2 separate regions of the Anser cygnoides genome follow, and region 2 is linked to region 1. A link is a contact called in public Hi-C data. All regions are on one chromosome and are shown on one strand. The core of a region is the stretch at or near the end of the contact, and the rest is flanking DNA. Distances in the headings are between cores, read along the strand shown.

Evidence for each region. A called contact is a pair of places that touch in the nucleus more often than the background predicts.
Region 2: a contact with region 1 is called in a Hi-C map of granulosa cells, with 1.6 times the contacts expected there. The contact joins the enhancer-like site here to the promoter of TRDMT1 in region 1. A contact is called at or near these places in 2 of 7 Hi-C or Micro-C datasets (granulosa cells and liver).

Annotation. Positions count from the first base shown.
Region 1 is chr2:22,104,269-22,107,570 of Taihu_goose_T2T_genome, reverse strand. TRDMT1 (tRNA aspartic acid methyltransferase 1) reads right to left here and starts at 1,714. Exons shown (of 12, transcript XM_048061821.2): 1 at 1,644-1,714. It overlaps VIM (vimentin), which reads left to right and starts at 2,994. Exons shown (of 9, transcript XM_048061750.2): 1 at 2,994-3,302. The coding sequence starts at 3,085.
Region 2 is chr2:22,218,571-22,221,989 of Taihu_goose_T2T_genome, reverse strand. All of the region lies in intron 28 of CUBN (cubilin), which reads right to left. Among named protein-coding and RNA genes, the nearest start is that of CUBN, 63 kb to the right of the region's middle. Within about 2 kb of position 1,814, at least 1 of the 3 cell types and tissues checked has open chromatin away from gene starts, as enhancers often do.

The DNA.
Region 1 (3,302 bases), core at 465-2,964:
AAGTTCTGACTGTTACAAAGGATTTTTCATTCTTAGTGTAACAGATTTTCAGTGTAAAATAGTTTAGGCATCTGCACTCTCTCCCTATGCATACCCTTTTTCCCTGTTAATGAAAGTTAAGCAACAATCCAGTTTTTTTTTGCTACACTTATAGGCACTGATTCTGTATTTATTCTTGGCTGTGAACCAAGACATCAATTCTCTGGCCAAAAAAATAAAAAAATAAAAATTAAGAAGGCCAAAAACAAATGTAGCAGCCGAAAGGCTCACAAGAAAAATACAAATTTCCTTTTCAGAGTGCCATTGGCTTTCTTCTGATCTACCTCTGCAGAGATAAGTGGCAGCAGGCTGAACAGCAGCTGGCCTGGCTGAGCACTGAATTGCAAAGGAAGGCAATGAACAATGCAGGTGATCCTTCATTAACAGACCAGTCTATGAATAATCCCCTACGTGGCGTTTAGTGATGTTATTAGCTGTGTATCCTTCATGTAAGAAGTGGTCAAGATCCTGACTGGCCAGGGTCTCCAAGAGTCCCATGGCACTTTCTTTAAAATTAGGCCTATTACTGTGGTTTTATTTCAGTTCAAACAAGTACACTCTCCATGATTTTTACAGCTATGCTGAGATACCTTTGCTGCCAAGTACTGTGGAGATCTTTCTGCATTTCAAGAGCCCAGTTTTTGTTCCCCTTTGGGTTTGGGATGCAAATATAGGTTATGTTTATCACAGCCTTACAAGAAACTTGGAGCTTCCTCCATTTCTGCACCTGTGTTAAATGCCAACCAGCAAAAGGCACTTTAGAGTTTATTGTAAGTCTGACAACTGACAATATCCTAACATTTTTAGGAAAATTTCACAGTGAGAAACAGCAATGAGGCAGGTAGCCAAGAGTACATATGGTAGCATTGGCATAAACATATGGAAATTACGTTCGAAACAAGGGGGAAGGAGGTCATATTTATTTACCAGAACAAACACTTCCCTGAATTTTAGGGGCAAAGCATTTTCTGAAAGAAGGATGACAGTTGCATGTGTGTGCCATAAAAGGTTTTGTGGAGTAGAAACAAGTTGTGGTCTATTAAGAGAAACAGATTGAGCATGGCGCACCTTTCAAAAACCAACAATCTGTTACAACTATCGGCGCTGCTGAGTAAAGCGTCTTTACTCTGTGAGGCTGTATGCTATGTGCCGCTTTACTTTTTGCCTGCTCATACAAGAAGCGTGTACTTTTGTGCCAGGACTCACAGAGCCTTATAGCTCAAACTTGATGGCTTGAACAAAGCACTGTCAGAGGACCGAAGAGCCAGCCAGCCTCAGGAAGGCTGAATGGCCCCTACCTCCTATTCAGGGCGTGAATGAAGCAGGCTGTAGGCTAGGACTCATGCTGCAAGCACTTCAGTAGCTCAACCTTGTCAGCTTCATTGTTGCTACTAAGCTTCTGTGCACGACAAAGAAAATTACCGACATTTAGACACAAACTGTATTCCTTTACTTCTTGTTGCCATCAAACTAAAACACACCAAAAGCAAACAAACAAACAAAAATTAATAAAATATATAGGCTTCAATTCTTCCTCGTAAGGTACAATACCTGAAGCAGAATAGCTGTGTTCACTGTGAATTGGGGTAAGAAAATGACCTTACCGTCTGCCCACTGCTCGTGTTCAGGTTTATCAGAATTTCCAGTGCAGATACTTGCTTCTGCAGGACTGCAAGTTGAAAAGAATTAAAAATCAGTGGTAGTTTTGCATCCCATAAGTGCTGAAGGAATACATTACAGTTAATATCTCTATGCTATATCAGTCACTTCCTATCACAAAGAGGAAAAATGTGTCACTTATGAGATATGTCACTGCAGGATTGCTCCCTAGAGAACATGCCTCATGCTTTGGCCAGTCAAGTTTTATACTCTCTAAATGATATGGGCTTCCATCATCTCCCTTAAATTACTTCTGCATTCATGCTGAAAATGATCTTGGGGAGTGTTCTTACTGCTACTCAGTCTAGTTTTTCTCTGCCACATGCTATGCCCTGTACTACCAACATCACTCGTCTCTACCGCTGGGCAGCCCCAGTTGGGTAGCACCACTGCTCTGGAAACACTGGGATTTTTGCCTGGCCTTTGAGGCTATTTGGGGATCAAGTCTAGTGAATAGTTATCATTCGGAGAGGGGCCTTCCGAGGACTCTGGTGGTTTGCCTACTGAAATTAAAAGCAAAAGCCTATTAAAAAGCCTTGGCTAAAACCAAGCCTGCTGCTATCCTAGTTGTTACAGGGATTGTGTCCAAAAGCACAGCGAGATCCCGCTTGCAGCTTCTCAGTATCATCCTGGCATCCACACTAAAAACCAGCCCCGGCCCGGGGCCGCGGTTACCCGAGGGCCAGACCCGAGTGGATGGAGGACACCATGAAGTGCTGTGAAGTGAGGAGGACACCGTGAAGTGCTGTGAAGTGAGGAGGACACCGTGAAGTGCTGTGGACACCGTGAAGTGCCGTGTGTGCGCTGAGGTAGCTGAGGGGGCTGCTCGTGACAAAGGAAGACAGAAACGTTTCATTTTTCTGCTTGTGCTGGACGTTTGGCAGCCCTCTGTGCAGAGTTAGCATCACTCTCCCCTAACCTTCCTGTCTTTCAGAAAGTTAAGAAAGAGGGAAAACCAAAAAAAAAAAAAAAACAAAAACCACACCAAAAAAAACGGTTTCTCAGAAAGACTCAGCGCTACGTGTACAGCCCCAGCGCGGGCTCCGGGCTTTCCATACCCGCCCTCCAAATCACTGCGCCGGCTCCAGAGGGGGCGTGGGGGGTCGGGGCAGCCACAGCCCCCCCTCGGCAGCCCGCGGGTGCCGCCCCCCGCCCCGCTTTGCGCCGCCAGGAGCCCCCCGCCCCGTCCCCCCCCCGGGCCGTGCCGTCCCCTCCCCGCGGGCCGGGCGCGGCCATTGGCGGCGGGCGGCTCGGGGCGGGCCCGGCGCCGCCTCAAAAGATGGGGCCCGGGCGGGGGCCACCGCCCTTCTCCTCAGAGCCTCGCCTCGCCTCAGCTCCCCGCCGGATTACAAAGCCCGCTTCTTCTTCTGCTCCGCCGCTACCGCCATGAGCATCAGCAGCAAGAACTCCTCGTACCGCCGCATGTTCGGCGGGGGCAGCCGGCCCGGCACGTCGAGCCGCTACGTGACGAGCAGCAGCAGCCGGTACTCGCTGGGCAGCTCGCTGCGACCCAGCAGCGCCCGCTTCGTGTCCGCCTCGCCCGGCGGCATGTACGCCACCAAGGCCACCTCGGTGCGGCTGCGGAGCAGCATGCCGCCCATGCG
Region 2 (3,419 bases), core at 565-3,064, 110 kb before region 1:
TGACAGCACAAAGTAGATGGAACACCTGAAGCTGCAGTTTTATACAGCATTTATGCATATATAAATGCTGTACTTGCCTCCTTTGGTTTGGTTTCCTGGGAAGACGTTATCACTGACACAGTCCCTAGGTGCCGGTGTCAGTGGGGTGAGAAGGCACAAGAGTCCTTTCTAGTGTCAGGAAAAACTAAGGTCAGCTACATTCATCATGAAACACCACCTTTGCAGAAGCCAATGGAGTGGCTGTGTATTCATCACATGCAGAAAGCAAAGAAGTTCTGCATTTGTTCTGACTTCATGTGTGTGTCGCTCTGTCCTGCAGCAGCATTTTGTTTCTCTCCACATCGCAGGGCCTCAATGGCTTCATTTAGGCACTAGCTAATCTTTTGCTAACACAGCTTTTACGGGGTCACTCGAGCTTTGTAAGTAAAGCCCACACTCCATCAATCTCTCTTGCTTCATCTCCAGAGGGAAGGTTCTGTCACACAGCAAAAAAGACCCAAAATACTTAATAGAACCAGCTAACAAACCATGAGCTGTATATTCCCTGAGGCAAAAATTGTGGTATGCCAGAAGTGATAGATAGTATCAGAGCTTTTATTTAGAAGAGACATTTTATAACATAAAACCAATAAACTATCCCCCTGATCTGCTCACTAATCCACACAAAAATGCAAGACTCCCTTAATCTCTATCAAATCTATGAATAATTTGCTACTTGAACAAGGTATCTTGACTCTCCTAGTTGCTCTCCTTAACACCGTTTTTTCTTCAGGAAGCTATAAATCAAGATCTTCAATTAAACACAAATATTTTTCTTTACTCCTTATGTGGTAAAATTGCAGTTGTGAAAGAGTGGCTGCTAATCCCTGGCAGCACTTGCCATAATCTTTACCATGGGGTCTTCCAGCTCCTCACTAAAAACTTGAGTTTGACTCTGCCACAGCTGGCTCTGATGCCTTCTAGGACTGCAAAATGCAAATCTATGAACGAGCAGTAGTTCTGAAAAGGAGGAAAGCAATACGAGGCTGGTTTAAACTAGACAAGAGCCCTCTAACTGCAGACACGAGGAAGATGTCTCCAGGCACGCCAGCTGTGCGACACGGATCTCTGTCACGCTGCATTATCCAGTGCTCACAGGAAATCTGCCTCTTAAACCCAAGAATACCCGCAACTGAACAATAGTTGTCTATAGCCCAGAAAGGACTTTTCACGGCTTAGGGTGACCCTACAGGTGAACTGACGCAGGCTTAGCTCTTTTTTGTCTTCCTCCCCACCTCGCTGCACGTGACGCTCTGTCACGCTGCCGTTTGCCCTGCAGCCACGAGGCTGGTGTCAAGCTACAGAAGTCTCAGTCAAGGAGTAAAAGAAGCCTCAAAGTGTAGTTGAAACCAATCCTGCCTTCTATCCCTCTGGAGAGACAAAAACAACAGAAGAAGGTAGTACAATTGCTTCCCTGAAGCCTGCTGGCACCCTCAGGTACCTGCTAAGCCCTTGGGAGTTTGCTATCCAGGAACCTTCAGCAGAGAGAAGGAGAGGAAAGCGGCTTCAGTGTAACTCACAACCCTGTTTTTTCCCCCAGTGCTTTCAGAAAATGACTTAATTTTCCTCAAAGGAAACCAGATTGTTGTTTGTTTTTTTAAACTGGGGACTAAAAAAAAAGCATGTGGGGAGAGTCCTACAAGTGAATTTGCAGGGTGCGCTACTCTCTTTCCCTCGGCAGCAGGAATGACAAGGCCGCTGAGGACAGAGCAGAAGGGAAGGCTGCCTTGCCAGCCTGGGAAACAGAAAGATTTCCCAACGAGCAGACTTGCACGGCTGGGCTCCTGAGGGGGCGCGGACAGGGAGGCAGGGGAGTTTCAGCAGGCACGAACAAAGCCAGTTGCTATTTATCTCAGCCTGAAGAAAGCTGGGAACATTTTAAAACTAAACAGGCAGTTATGACTCAGCTTCTCCTACTAAGAGTTTCCTGATAGCCACAAAGGCTTTTTTTTTTTTTTTTTTTTTTTAAATTTCAACCCGAAATGGCTCAGAGAGCCTGTGTGCTGCAGTTTGAGGCCCAGAGCTTTCTGTAGCCCCTGCAGGTAGCGTTCAGATTAGTCATGCTCTCTCCAAGAGTGGTTTATATTTTCTCTGAGCTCAATCAATATTCTCTGGATGAGGCTTGTGAAGCCCATGAATAAGAACATCAAACTGTTGTTAATGTGCCATTTCTTTTCTTCCAGCTACAAATGTTCCCAGGAAAGGTTTTCATTAAATAAAAGGAAAAGCAGAGGTAAAGCTCAGATCTCTGTGATTCATTTCTTACAATGAATGTGCAGAACTTATCTTGCCAATCTTTTATTAGTTGTTTGCAAACTGAAATTGCTTGAGTTTATGCCCAGGTATTTGCTGAATAACACCTGAAAAAAGGACCCACCGTTCTTTGCAAATATGTGAACTATTTTGACTGACCTGCACATGAGAGCAGAAACCTCTGTATCAGAGCAGAAATGTAATACCTGAACTCTCTGGCCAGCTGGAAGAAAGCCTCTGTATTATGTTTAGGCTCTTGTATGGATGAGATAAGAATCATTTCTGTTATGCCTTTTTTTTTTTTTTTTAAATATAGCTGATTTTAACAAGATACTTACAAGAATAGTTCAGAGATTGAATTTTTTAAAAGTGAATTTAGAATTTGATCCCTAATTTATTCAATATCTTCCCCGTTTTCATTAGACACAAAGTTCTTGTAGCATTATCCCTTTCTTTGATTTCACCACAGATACAAGCAATGAAGGAAAACTAATCTGTAAGTATTTTTCATATTATTTGTGCATTACCGATGAAGACAAATTCTCTTGGCTGAGATGCTTGTATTAAGCTTTGAAATCTGCCTTGGCTGATAGCTCAAATTATCAGAAAAGATATCAAAGAAATTACATTCATTTAAATGGTGTTCAGGCTGAATATATACACATATATGTATATGCATATATATTTACACTCATAAATATATGTGTATATATGCATGGATTTTGCATTTAAGAGGAAAAAGCAGGAGAAATGTCGGTCCTGTATTTTGAAACACACAGCTTTATGTACCCTATCCTTTTCCTATTTTTTAAGCAAGCAAAGAAGTAAGTTTTTATTTGACCTAGAATGTAACTCATAGAAGAGTAGCCTGCCTATTTATTCAGATGGTGAAATAGGAAAAGTTTAGATTATAATGTAATCATCTCAGCTAATTAAGCTTATTCCATTGCTGGCATCACCATTAAATGAACACAAACCTTCTCCCAGTGCTTACATTGTTTGCAAAAATCACATTATATTTTGCTTCTATTAAAATAAATGGAGTTTTTGCTGTATATGACAACAAAGGAAAAAAAAATAAGATTTGGTGTTTAGGGATAAACAAAAATGAGGAGGCAGAACTTCTA